Regions from separate parts of the Triticum aestivum genome. Here region 2 is linked to region 1. The links are chromatin contacts, called in public Hi-C maps. All regions are on one chromosome and are shown on one strand. The core of a region is the stretch at or near the end of the contact, and the rest is flanking DNA. Distances in the headings are between cores, read along the strand shown.

Region 1 (7,002 bases), core at 1,776-4,275:
GCTAGAGATCAAAGTTCTATGTTTGGAGTGCAATCTTTTTTTATCTTAACACAGGGTATGGAGCTCTCTCTCTCAGAAAAATGGATATGGAAAGTGTATGCTTCGCTCTGGTTGCTCTAAGAGAGTTGATGAAATAGGTGGGGGTATATATAGGCAGCACCAAACATCTAATAGACATGGAGTGAAGTTCACATATGATGATGTCCATGAATGCATTGATTACCTTGCCCCTCTCGATCCTCAGTAGCTAGGGTTCGACTCTCCTCCCGCTCCTCGTTGGCGGCTGGTCAGGCCCTCGCCGATGCTAGCCACCATGCTAACCGCTCCAGCAACCCCGCCACTTCGGTCGCCTGGTTGGTCCCCATCCTCGGGTCGTCTGCTCCCCACCCTCTCTCGTGGGTTGCTCCCCGTCGCCTGACTCATTGGCTATTGCCCATCCCCTCCGGGCGGTTGCTCCCCAGTCTCTTCCTCCGTGGCATCACCGGCAAGCAAGGTACTGCCATCTTCTCCCTCTCTTTAGATGGAGAATCTAACATTCACAACTATTAGCATAATTAATTAAGGTTAGCAGACTGCAAATTAAAGATTTGTAGATTAGTCAATGGAACTATTGTTTCGGATTGTTTTATTTTTGTTGATAACAGACATCAACATTTGCAACCGAGCAAGCTTTTGCAATTATTGCATGTTTATGGGGTGTTGGTTTGTCATCAAGCATAACTAAATGTGCATGCTATGTAGTCAACCAATATGGATATTTTGGTTTTGTGAGTGTAGAGCTTTTTGCAGATCTGTTAGTACATAGCTAAACCAAAATTATGCAAAAAGAACACATATTTCCTACACAGATGTGATAAATAGCTTGGGAATCTCAATAACCCTTCGACAGATTTTGTCCACACTAAAGAGATCAAACATTATGTTTGTGTAAAGTAGCATTTTCATATCTCTTAAATTGTTAAAGTTGTTCCTAAATAGTCAGGACTAACAATGTCACATCTTATTTATGCTTTTTATATGCCTACAGTAGCATATTTTGATATATTACATAACTAAGAGCATGAGAGTATGTATAATACATTAAAAGGATATATGTTGGTATTTTCCTATTTAAGCTAACTATTAATGATCGACAATCCAGTAAATAGGCCAATTCACCATTAATCGCTACTCCCAAGTCAACTGAGCAGCTACCAGTTACCAATTTCCTGAACATTGCACCTCTTCTTTTTTAGTTACTTTTGTGCTTGTAATGTGCATCGAATTGTATGCTATCTAGTTCGGGAAGCGCATCAGGAGCACTCGGGTGTTCCACCCCCTATATTCAAAGTAATTTAATAATTCAAAAAAAGGTCAAAAAAATCCTGGAACATTTTTTACCAAGGAATGGTTCCCATTGGCTTCAGGGAAAAAATATGACGGCAATATAGCATGAATAGTACTTGTATCTATCCTTTTTTGCCAAATCTTTGACCCTAGATACAATGAAGGTCATTCCATGTCTAATCTTTTTATAAGAGTGCAATACTTGGTCATGTTTGATTCCATAAAAAGTTTCATGATTTTTTTGACTTTTTTTAATTACTAAATTATTTTTGAATATAGGGCACCTGAGTGCTCCTATGTATTTTCGATCTAGTCAGCCCCTCTTGTATCATTTGGCCGTTGTGACTTTTGTTGTTGGTTGTGATTCCTCACCAGTTGACGGCTTTGCTAATTCAAAATCGGGCTCGTCTTGAGCCTTCTCTCTAAAAATTCGAACATGTCTTCTGAAACTCCAATCTTGACGTAGTCTAGCATTGCCAACAAAACTAATTTCGTGAACCAATCTTTGGTTGGATGGTTAGGAAGACAGTGCTATCCCCAATCCACCATGGTTCAAGTCCTACACTGAACGCTAGTGCTCGCATTTTTCTGATTTTATTCCAGGCCTTCCGACGATGTGCGTTTAGTGAGAGGAGACGTTCACGTTGACTATGAAGGTGTCTGGGTCGGCTTCGTCAATCTCAATATGATTTGTCAGCTCAGTCTCTCAGAGGTGCTCATAGAGATAGAGTGTGTTTACATTCATGGGTGAGTGTATGTGCTTATGTACGAGCGTCTGCATCTGTATCGTGTTAAAAAAATCCATATCTGGATCTTAATTTCTCCGTGGGAAAGCGACCCGAGATAAAAATATGAAATTAGTTAAAATGCACATCATCAGTACATGTAAGAAAAGATAAGATAAACCAATGGACGAAGAGAAATTGGACCAACTTTTTTTTTTTGCGGGGGAGAAATTGGACAAACTGGAGAGAGAATTCGCCTGAAAAGACTTTTCTACACTTGATTGGGTGGCCATGAATAATGTATCGGTCACTGCTCATGTCGCCACCCCAACGAAATGAATGGGTGATGCAATCTCGGGTGAGGCGTTGGATGGAGGAACCGACGGTCGTAGCCGCCGTTGTCGTCGCCGGGCCTTATCGTCCTAGCTGGACTCGATTTGTTTAACCACACCCATCCAAAGTAGACACTATAATTAACAATCAGAGACTAGTAGTAGTCGTAGTAGTATACTCTGCAGCTGCAAGTGGCTGCCCTCTTCGTAATATCATACTATCACTGGCCAAACGAACCTATCGCGGCAAGAGCAGCCTCGAACCGAATAATTGCGAGACATGCATGTTGACCACTGCCCGCCTCGGCCTCGGCCTCGACGCAGAGACAAAAGCCCCGCTGATGCCAGGAAGCTCCCCCGCCCAGGTCTAAACACGCGCGTGAAAAATGAAGAGCTAGCTCGAAAGCTCAGTTTCATTATCTAGCAGTTCGACGACCACATCCCGTGCCGGGTCCAAGCTCGCACAGTGCACCGGACCTGCACAAAATGTGTCCAGGTCAAGGACTCGCTCAAGGTAGGTGAGGCGAAACTCGATAATGTGGCTCGCTGGCGTGGTCTTCCTCCTCACCAGCTTCAACCATTCCCTTCCCTTCTCTTCTCCTGGGCGTATATATAGGGACGCCTTCGTCTGCTCCCTTCGTACCAGTTCGTACCCCAAGCCAAAACAGCCCCCTGTCGCAAGGCAAGGAGGAGCTGCGCAACAGAGCTAAGCCAAGCCAGCTCAGAGAGTGATCAAGGGAGGAAGAAGACGACGAAGAAGAAGAAGGCAAGTAAGTGAGCAGGCAGGCGAGGATCATGGATCGAGAGATCCACCGGGTGACGAGCCTGCGGCGGGACAGCTCGCTATGGCGTCGCGGAGACGACGTGTTCTCGCGGACGTCGTCGCGGTTCCAGGAGGAGGAGGACGACGAGGAGGCGCTGCGGTGGGCGGCCCTGGAGCGGCTGCCCACGTACGACCGGGTGCGGCGCGGGATCCTGACGGTGGAGGACGGCGGGGAGAAGGTGGAGGTGGACGTGGGGCGGCTGGGCGCCCACGAGAGCCGGGCGCTCATCGAGCGGCTGGTCCGCGCGGCCGACGACGACCACGAGAACTTCCTCCTCAAGCTCAAGGAGCGCATGGACAGGGTGGGCATCGACTACCCCACAATCGAGGTGCGGTTCGAGAAGCTGGAGATCGAGGCCGAGGTGCGCGTCGGCAACCGCGGCCTCCCCACGCTCATCAACTCCGTCACCAACACCCTCGAGGTAAAGCCGCCTGCACAAAAAGTTCAGTTCCACTGCAAAACGGATGCCACAGTCCATGGCGGCTTAGCTTCAATTTGTTTGTTTTTTTGTTCTCCACACCGTTCGAACAAGCATGTTGATCATAGTTAATGATGACCTGCTCCGTTAACTAATCAGTCCTGGCTTGGCCGAGCCCGAGCACTGGTGCATGGTAGGGCCAGTTAGTCGATGAGTATGGGCTGCTTTTGGCGCAGCTGGTTCCGCGATGGAGGCGAGTGACAGTGCACTCTCGTTTTTCTTATGGTTATATACACTGCTCGACAGCGACGCTGCGAGAATTGAAGCCAAGTAGGGGCTTTGTTTTCTCGTTCTTGCGATTGCAACTTGCGAGCGAGCTGTATGCTTTTGGCTCATTACCAAGCAATGCGGTAGGTGAGTCGCCTCTCGGCGCCTGATATTTGCTTGGCTTCACAAACGACCAAGCACACGTTGCAGAATTACTACCGTTTCGACCACTTGTCCTGCACAAAATATTACTCTGACCGTGTCTCGCTTTCCAGGCTTTTTCTCTGACTTCAAAATTCCAGATTTATTAAACCTAGCCGCCACCTAATAATATTCAACTCCTGATTCGTTCTCCTTTCAATTGTACTGAGTCCTACTAATAATTTTCTGTTCCAAAGATAAATGTTTATTTTAGACAAGAAAAAGGATCTTTAGGAGTGTACTAAATTTCTTAGCGTAAAGTAGGCCAACAAGAGTCCAAACCGTTGCGACGCCGGGCTCGGCCCGCCACAGAGCCTGCCGCTCCTGCCCGACTTTTCACTCAAAACAATACTCCGCCGATGGCCACCCCTTCAAAAAGAATTAAAAAAAAACCTCCGCCGATGGCCACCGGCACCGGCACCGGCACGGCGCCGCCACGGTCGTTCCCTACCTCGGGGAACCTCCACCGCACCCCCATACACGCCACGAAATCGTCCGACCTCCACCCCATGGCGTGCGCGTCCACCTCGTTTCGCCAGCGCAAGCGCCACCGCATGCTACGCCATTGGAAGAACCGTGCCCTTTCTCGATATCTAAGTCTGTTGATTGCTCGGTGTGCTCCAGGCCGTCGGGAACGCGCTCCACGTCATCCCCAGCCGGAAGCAGGCCATGACCGTCCTCCACGACGTCAGCGGGATCATCAAGCCCCGGAGGATGACGCTGCTGCTCGGACCTCCTGGCTCGGGCAAGACCACGCTTCTTCTGGCCATGGCAGGGAAGCTCGACAAGGACCTCAAGGTCTCCGGGAAGGTCACCTACAACGGCCACGCGATGGACGAGTTCGTTCCCCAGAGGACCGCCGCTTACATCAGCCAGCACGATCTCCACATCGGGGAGATGACCGTGAGGGAGACGCTGGCCTTCTCGGCTCGGTGCCAAGGTGTTGGCACTAGATATGGTATGCTGCTGCCTGATTATTGGGAATGTGCTTATCTTAGTACTCCTATGTCATAGTGGCGATAGGCTCTGAGCTTTGCTGTTTTGCTTCTTCTAGAGATGCTTACTGAGCTGGCGAGAAGGGAAAAGGCAGCGAACATCAAGCCCGATCATGATATCGATGTCTACATGAAGGTGAGGATGTCATCACATTTTAGAGCATTTTATGCTTCTTAAAGCTGTTTATGTGGCTAGCTTAGGATTGAGGAGAATCATTTGAACAAGACTTGTTTATCAGTAAATTTGTTAACACTTGTTTCGTTACTTACGCCCTGTAGGCCTCAGCTATGGGAGGGCAAGAATCCAGTATTGTGACAGAATACATACTCAAGGTATAGTCTGCTACCTATGAGTCCAGCTGAAGCACCGCAAGGATGATTCTTATGTACATTTGTGTATTAATAGAATGATGACTTCTCATGTCTGTTACTCTTGTATGTAACTGCAGATACTAGGGCTCGATATTTGTGCTGACACGTTGGTAGGCAATGAGATGCTAAGGGGTATATCTGGTGGACAACGCAAGCGTGTCACAACAGGTATATATATTTTCACCAAGAATGAGGTTCATTTTATATTTGTACAGCAATCCGAGACTTGCACCTTCTTCATCACAGTAAAATAGTCTTATTTAAGAAATTCCTAATCGACTCATGTATCTTCAATGCACAGGTGAAATGCTTGTCGGACCTGCAAAAGCTCTGTTCATGGATGAGATATCCACTGGACTGGATAGCTCAACCACATACCAGATTGTGAATTCTCTCAGGCAGACTATCCACATCCTAGGCGGAACTGCTGTCATCTCCTTGCTGCAGCCAGCTCCTGAAACATACAACTTGTTTGACGACATTATACTCCTCTCTGATGGGCAGGTTGTGTACCAGGGCCCCCGAGAAAATGTGCTCGAGTTCTTTGAGTTCATGGGCTTCAAATGCCCTGGCAGAAAGGGTGTTGCTGACTTTTTACAGGAGGTGTGTGTCTCATCTGTAAATTCTTATTACAGCTGTGATTCTGTTTTTTCTTAAAGAGAATGGTACTGAAATCTCTGAATAACTGAAAAGGTGACATCAAAGAAAGACCAGGAGCAATATTGGTACAGGGGTGACAGGCCATATCGTTTTGTACCTGTCAAGCAATTTGCGGATGCATTCCGTTCCTTCCATGTGGGCAAATCGATAGAGAACGAGCTTAAAGTGCCATTTGATAGGACCAGAAGCCACCCTGCTGCTCTGGCCACTTCAAAGTTTGGTGTCAGCAGGATGGAGTTGCTGAAAGCCACTATCGATAGAGAGCTTCTACTCATGAAGAGGAATGCATTCATGTACATATTTAAAGCTGTCAATGTAAGTTCATATCTTTAAATGTTTTCCTTGATTTATTAGGATGGAGATTATTAGGTAGCATCAATCTGAACCTTTCCATCATTGCAGCTAACTCTGATGGCGTTCATTGTGATGACCACATTTTTCCGTACAAACATGCGCCGTAATGTTGAATATGGAACAATCTATTTGGGGGCGCTGTTCTTTGCTCTCGACACGATAATGTTTAATGGTTTTGCGGAGCTTGCGATGACCGTCATGAAACTTCCTGTCTTCTTCAAGCAGAGGGATCTTCTTTTCTTTCCTGCATGGGCCTATACCATACCATCATGGATTCTTCAGATCCCTATCACGTTTGTTGAAGTTGGAGTTTATGTTTTCACCACGTATTATGTCATTGGATTTGATCCCAGTGTAAGCAGGTATGACACTGATGCAAACATCAATTTGCTTACACAATTATATTGCTTCTTAGGCAGTTATGTATTTTTGTGAGCAAGTATTTTAAATTATCGCTCCACAAGAACTAGCTCTGTGAAGTCTGAATGATTTCTTGTGCTCAGGTTCTTTAAGCAGTATCTGCTGCTC
Region 2 (7,180 bases), core at 3,478-5,977, 170 kb before region 1:
GCAGAAACTCATATTCAAACCTACACCAAAGCAAGTCCTTCTTCTTCTTACCCTTGTCTCCTTCCACCTCCATACCCTCCGCACTTCCTCCATCCTCCTTCTTCTGTCGGTCCAGCACGAAGCCCCTCATAAGTGGCTCTGTAATATTCAGCTTGACCTTCACCCGTAGATATTTGCCCACTGCATTACCATCGTGCTCAACATCAACCTCCACAAGCTCATGAAAGTCCTCCCCAATCCGTTCCCCCGTGCTTCTATTCATGTGTCCTAATGGTAGGCCAAAAACCCTGATCCGCATAGGAATCAGGTTGAATTCATATTCATCCACTGTTTTCTCCGGATCAAAATCCTCCATGACCAGCAATTCCTTGTCAAACCACCAAGGTCCTTCCTCAAGAGCACGCCTCCACCCTGACGCCTGTCAAAACGTGAACAGGAAGATGTTGGTCTCCGGTTCCTTGCATTGCACACCCTTAATCGGGCACCATATCCTCCCCAGGGTTTGCCCTACAATCCTTGCATGGGCTGGTTTCTCCGAGAACAACTTTCCCACCGCTTGCGGATCATCCGGCCCCCAGTCTGGCGATTTCCCCTTCTCCATCTGCCCGATCTTCACCCCCCCCCCCCCCCTCCTTTCTGCTGCCGAAAGCTTCAGTCCTCTCATCAGGCCTTCTACGTCTTCCATCCCTGCCTTTCACCCCCTGACTCCTGATCAGAACACCCTAGGGACGAACCGGTGGTGTACGACCGCAATCCCTAGCTCACGGAAGGCCTATGGTGGATGGGATGGGGACTGGGATGAGATGGTTCGCGTTTGTGACGACCCTTACAGAGAGGATCATGACGGGGGCGGCAATCGGCGGCGTCCGCGAGGCAAAACCCTAGCGAGATCGGGATCGCCCCGAATCGCCTTTCCGTGATGTACGCTAACCGCCACCCAAAGGGACGGACTCAGCGCCTTTGCCATATTGATCCCAACCGCAAGAGAAGCGAGCCTTCTGGTCGTGTGTTGGTCGGTGCCTCGGTGGCATGCCGCACGAGCCTCTCCGGGTGGCTCCGAGCCGTCCGAGCCTCTCCGGGTGGCTCCGAGCCGTCCGATCTGCCAGGACGACTTGGCTCGGACCCGGCTGGAAGGTCCAAGTCTCTGCCTTCTATTTCTATATATATACTCTAGCTACCAAAATGTCCAAGTCTCTTGTCTTTTATTTCACACATGTTAGGGAACCAACGCCCAAGAATAGTTCTTGAATGAATCGAACGACCATGGCAGCAAAATAGCCCTAGAACATCATTAATGTCTCTTTGAAACAAGAGAATAAACCATCGGTTTAATTTAGGCAAGTGCCCCTCAGAACTCTGGCGATCCAAACGGGGCTTCCACGAGGACTTAATGCAGAGTTAAATGCTTATTCTCAAGTTCAATGCTTTTATTCAACAGGCAGTCCACGTTCTGCAAAAGCAATAGCACCTACAAGATGATACCTGGCAGGCATATGGAGTCTTTACAGTAGGAACAGTATCTCTACGATCAGATGCATCAAGCACCAAAATACGTGATTTACCAAAAACGTGCAAAAGAGAAAAGAATAGATAAGAAACAGTTGAACACATGTTGACATTCCAAAGGGCTTCACCCAAAATAATTTACAGAGATTCCCAGATGGATGGAATTAGACTTTCGTTGGCCATGTTGCTTGAGCTGACATGATTATGCCCACGATCACTCCAAAGAGGCCCAAAGCACTGCCAAAGATCTCAATCACCAGGATCTTTACAAAGAGTGTTGAATTCTGGGCATCAGACAGTGCACAGCTGCTTCCGATTATTCCCACGCATACCCTGAAGATTCAAAATTTGATCATCTTGAGCCATGGATCATGATATATATGAAAATAAAATGTGAATTCTACCACTTACCCGCAAACAAGATTAGCAAAGCCGACAATAAGACCTGAGGCAAAGATTGCATAACCAGCTCGCATAGACTCTGGATCATGCATTCGGGATGTTGGCACACTTTCAAGCTTTGTTTGGAGGATGATCGCCACGATTACACCATAAATTGCAACGGCCTCACAGAAGATGACACTGTAAAGCAAATGGGATGCATGTGTATCAGAAGTTAAAAGGAATATCCACGATATGCCAATCAGAAGAGAATTAACGTTATATAAATTTCCAATATAAAGCTAGATGGAGGCATTAGCCAACCATTTTTGCTAAAATTCCCATGTGGTTTTGGTTGCTTGCCTCGAAAGAAGCATAAATAAGCAGATGCAAGCATAAACCCATCAGATGTTTTCACAAGATCCAAATGCTGTCAGAAGCATTCTTGACAGCAGACATGGAACTTATTTGAGGGGCTCATGTTAATTATAGAGGTCTAGCCAATTTTTCTGTGCTTGTTTATTAACAAATCCCAAGAACTAGTAATCCATGCGTACATTGGCTCAGCCCAAATAACCATGGTGAGTTGAAATGAGCAAACTGACTAAAAGGTTATAGCTAAAAACAAATGTTTTCACAAGATCCAAATGCTGCGAATGCTGCAGAAGGATGGGTATATTGATGAAGATGTGAGCCATCAAATCAAAGTTGGATGTATGAAGTGACGCCAAGCTTCTGGCGTTCTTTGTGACAAGAGTGTGCCACAAAAGCTAAAAGGCAGGTTCTATAGGATGGTGATTCGACCTGCGCTGTTGTATGCGCAGAATGTTGGCCAACAAAAAGGTGACATGTCCAACAGTTGTGTAGCAGAGATGCACATGTTGAGATGGATATGTGGCCGCACAAGAAAGGATCAGGTCCGGAATGATGATATACGGTTGGGGTAGCACCGACTGAAGAGAAGCTTGTCCAGCATGACTGAGATGGTTTGGGCATATAGCACGCAGGCCTCCAGAAGCGCCAGTGCATAGAAGGCTGTTAAAGCATGCTGATAATGTCAAGAGAGGTCGTGGTAGACCAAACTTGACATGGGAGTCCGGAAGGAGAGATCTTAAGAACTGGAATATCACCAAAGAACTAACCATGGACAGGGGTGCGTGGAAGTTAGCTATCCACCTGCCAATACCATGACTTGGTTTCGAGATCTTATGGGTTTCAACTCTAGCCTACCCCAACTTGTTTGGGACTGAAAGGCTTTGTCATTGGCCAACAAAATGGCAGTCTAGCTCCCAGGTTTCTATCAGACTAATGTTTCTCCAGTAGATCATATGCACTAACATGCTTCTTCCTCTAGCGGCATAGAAGATGTTTGTGCTACATCCAATTGTAGATGTAAAGCCAAAACAGTGAAACACTCTATTTTTCACTCTGTTACGCTGTTACAATTCTAACGAACATGCCCTCCAACAAAACAAGAGAACAATAAAAGCCACAAACACAGGTTCAATGACGAATAAAATAATAAAGACCAACTAAGGAACTAGACCAGATCCCACACGACCACTGTAAGAACTTGATGGCCCTAACATAACAGAGGAACCGCAAAACAAGAAAAGAAAATGAGCCTCCTGCTTTGATTTTCTATCTATCATTGTCACGGCTTACATAACAGTTAACTTAGTTTATTAAAACGAGACTAATCGAGTGGGAAACATGAGGATTCAGGATCGGTGACTGACACAACAATGGACATAAGGATCTATATCATAACCACGAAAGTTTGTTCACATGCTAAGTGTCAAGGAGCAAGGAGAAGTGAAGCAGATGAGGACACGACGCATCAATGTGTACACATACAAACTATACCATAATAAAGGCAAAATGAGTCGCGGGGGGGGGGGGGGGGGGGGGGGGGGCACCAAATAAGGGCACGGTCTCGCTAAAATGTAAAACATATAAATTTCAGCTAGGCAATAACAATTGCTTGTCGTTGGCATTTGTTAGGATATCATCAGTGTACTTACCCATGGATAGTTTGCAATGAGATAATGTCCGATTCTTCCTACCAAGAGATGTAAGTCAACTCATCGTATTAACACCTTAAAGCAATCCACCATGGAAGGAATATTGGTCCCTCCAAGCTAATTGAATAAATTATCACCAGAAGCAAGGTAGTTTGCTCTACTCAAACATCCGCCGCTTAATTTCATGCAACACAATGCTAACTAACAGAAGAACCCCTCCTGGACGCAACCACGCATCATCAAGTTCAAGGTAGAACAAAATCAGGAGCTCACAGTGCACCAAGCAAGGCCAAATCTAGCTACCGCAGCGCAGAGGAGACGGCGTCGAGCCAAATCAGGCCCACCAGGTTAGCAAGGCTCTAGAGGTTCCTCACCTGATGAGGTTCTTGGAGGTGATCCTGGGCGCCTTGATGGCGGCCCCGATGAGGCTGCTCCCCGTGATGAAGATCCCCCTGCCAACAGCAAAACCGCAGCGCGGCAGTGTGAGCAGATGCGGGCAGCAGATCCAGCGAGGCTATGCTGGGAAGGGGGGAGATTAGGTCTCACCATGCTGCGCCGAGTACAGAGACGCCGATGGAGACGGCGATGCCGATGGCGGAGAAGGTGTAGGGCGAGATATGCACGAGCGCGCGCGCCCACGACGACGAGTAGTCCGACGACATCCTCCCACCACGATCTCCACCGGTGCGAGCTCGGTGCTGGATCGGGGATTTTTTTTTCTCTCTCTCTCTCTTTGCGATGGTTGGATCGGTGACTGGGGAAGGAGAGAGAGTAGAGGCGCGATGGAGGAGAAGATGTGTGCGTGGTCTGCACGGGGACCAACCAGCCTTGGTGGGGCCCGATGGTATGCGCTCCGTCCGATCTGGTTATGGACGGCGCAGAGGAGATCATATTTTCTTTATTTTTTTGCGGGAGAGGAGATCGTGTCTGTCGTCGTCCCGTGCCACGGTGCCAGTCCCTTTTTTTTTTATCAATGTCGCTTTATTACTCAAGTATAGCTAGGAATCTCTTCCGAGATGGTCCGAAGGATACAATCAGGTGGCACAATCCACCACACATTACAAATCCCATCACGTAATCCTACTTTAGCTAGCTTATCCGCAGCTCCATTAGCTTCTCGCTTGGTCCACGTGACCTTTACCTGCATGAACTGGTTTAGCATATTCTTGATCTCCTCAATGCATGGCCCCAAGCTTGAGAGATCTTCTTCCCTTCTGTTGATCGCCGCCACTACTGCCCTGTTATCCAGTTCAACATGTAGATTCTGCACTTGCGCTTCCGTAGCAAGGGAGATAGCTCGTCGACATGCTAGCACCTCCGTCTTCTCCGGGCAAGCCGCATGATCGAATACCTCACATGCTGCAGCTATAAAAGCCCCATTGTGATCTCTCAATACAACACCCGCACCTCCCTTTCCACGGACTTGGGAAAAGGCCCCATCGGCGTTCACCTTGATCCATCCCTCCTCGGGCGCCTCCCACCTCACTCGTAAATTTGATTGGCGAGGAGGTACCGGTTTGTCATGTATCCCCTTCCACTCCTCCACAAGCCTTACTACCCGGTTCATTATTTCATGTGGATCCTCGATCCGTTTGCCATCCCTCGCCTCATTTCGAGCTAGCCAAAGGGCATAGATGGATTGGATCATCACGGCTCGCTCCTCCCCTCCTGCCTGTGCGAACCAATCGAGAAGCCACCGAGAAACTGCACTCTGAGAATCAAACTGACACGGTGGGATCGCCACCGAAATTCCCTTTTCTGACTGCAGCTTTTTCCAAAAGAGAACCGAATGAGGGCATCCCCAAAACCTGTGATAGATCGTCTCATCACGTCCACACGCAGCACAAAACACACCCGCTTTTATACTTCTTCGCTGTAACTCGTGTCCAATGACAAGCCCATTCCGCAGCAACCGCCACATATGGATCTTCGCTTTGCCCGGGGCTGAGGTATCCCACATTGCCATCCAACATTTGTGGCGCTGAACCGAAGAAGATGACGCCTGTCTTCCCGTCCTTGCATGATTCATCGTCACTCGAAGATGATACGCTGACCTCACCGTGAAGTATCCATCTTTGGTAAAGTTCCAAGCTAGATAATCATCAGTACCGGGACCTCCAACTGTAATCTGTTTTATATCAGTCGCATCATCCTGAGAAAACATCGAGTCCACTACCTGCTCATTCCACCTTGTGCCCGAGTTGTCAAGCAAGTGGCTCACCTTTGTGACTCCCGGGACATACTCGGCACCCAGTGGTGTCAAGCTGCCACTCCTCGGAATCCATTGATCATGGTGTATATTAATGGTGGAGCCGTCTCCAACTCGTCACACCAAGTCGGCTCTGAGGAGATCTCTCCCATGAAGAATACTTCGGAACGTGTATGAGCCACCATCTGGACATGTGTGCATTCATGATTCCCCCTTCACTATAATATCTTGCTTTTAGGACGCGTGCACATAGCGAAGAGGGAACTCTCAACAGTCGCCATGCTTGTGTAGCCAATAATGCTTGGTTGAAAGCCTCGGGATCTCTGAACCCCATGCCACCATCACGCTTCGCTGCACACATTTTGTCCCAGGCTATCGAATGCACTTTGCATTCACCATTTACCGCCCCCACCAGAATTTTGAGGAGATAGATGTCAAGTTCCGGCACATCTTCTTTGTGAGGTGAAAACAGCTCATGGTAAATGCTGGAGTGGCTTGCAGCCCGGATTTCACAAGAACTTCCCGTGCTTTCTTTGACAGCCCTTGCCCCTTCCATCCAGTAACTTTTTTCTTCGAACTCTCTGTCACATATTTGAACGTTCCATCTTTTGCCCTACCAACCACTGTCGGGAGGCCCAAATACCTCTCACTTAACGCCTCAGATTCAATACCAACAGTTTCTTTGAGAGAATTCTTCAACTCCTGCTGGCACCCCTTACCAAAGAATATTGACGATTTCTGAAGGTTAACCTTTTGCCCCGACGCCTCCTCATATCTACCCAGGATATTCTTCAATGCCTGGAAGTTATCAACAGAACCCTGAAGAAAGACAAAGCTATCATCTGCAAACAGGAGATGTGTCACTTGCGGGCCAGTGCCTCCAAATGACACACCTTTAATAAGCTTTTCATCTTGGGCCTTCTTCAAGAGTGCAGAGAAACCTTCCACGTAGAAAAGGAATAAGTACGGGGACAGTGGATCTCCTTGCCTTAGACCTCGAGAGGGAGTGAACAACCTAGACAACCCCTCGTTTAACTTCACCATAAAATTTGCCGACGTC

What was found. A called contact is a pair of places that touch in the nucleus more often than the background predicts.
Region 2: a Hi-C map of leaf shows a contact between it and region 1, with 4 times the contacts expected there. The contact joins the promoter of LOC123078541 here to the promoter of LOC123078540 in region 1. A contact is called at or near these places in 2 of 5 Hi-C or Micro-C datasets (both in leaf).

Annotation. Positions count from the first base shown.
Region 1 is chr3D:301,594,541-301,601,542 of IWGSC CS RefSeq v2.1, reverse strand. It overlaps LOC123078540 (ABC transporter G family member 37), which reads left to right and starts at 3,025. Exons shown (of 20, transcript XM_044501085.1): 1 at 3,025-3,628; 2 at 4,718-5,051; 3 at 5,148-5,224; 4 at 5,368-5,421; 5 at 5,538-5,628; 6 at 5,762-6,063; 7 at 6,154-6,435; 8 at 6,523-6,836; 9 at 6,978-7,002. The coding sequence starts at 3,179.
Region 2 is chr3D:301,764,294-301,771,473 of IWGSC CS RefSeq v2.1, reverse strand. LOC123078541 (V-type proton ATPase subunit c''2) reads right to left here and starts at 4,727. Exons shown (of 4, transcript XM_044501086.1): 1 at 4,458-4,727; 2 at 4,286-4,363; 3 at 1,918-2,088; 4 at 1,407-1,839. The coding sequence starts at 4,573. The coding sequence ends at 1,671.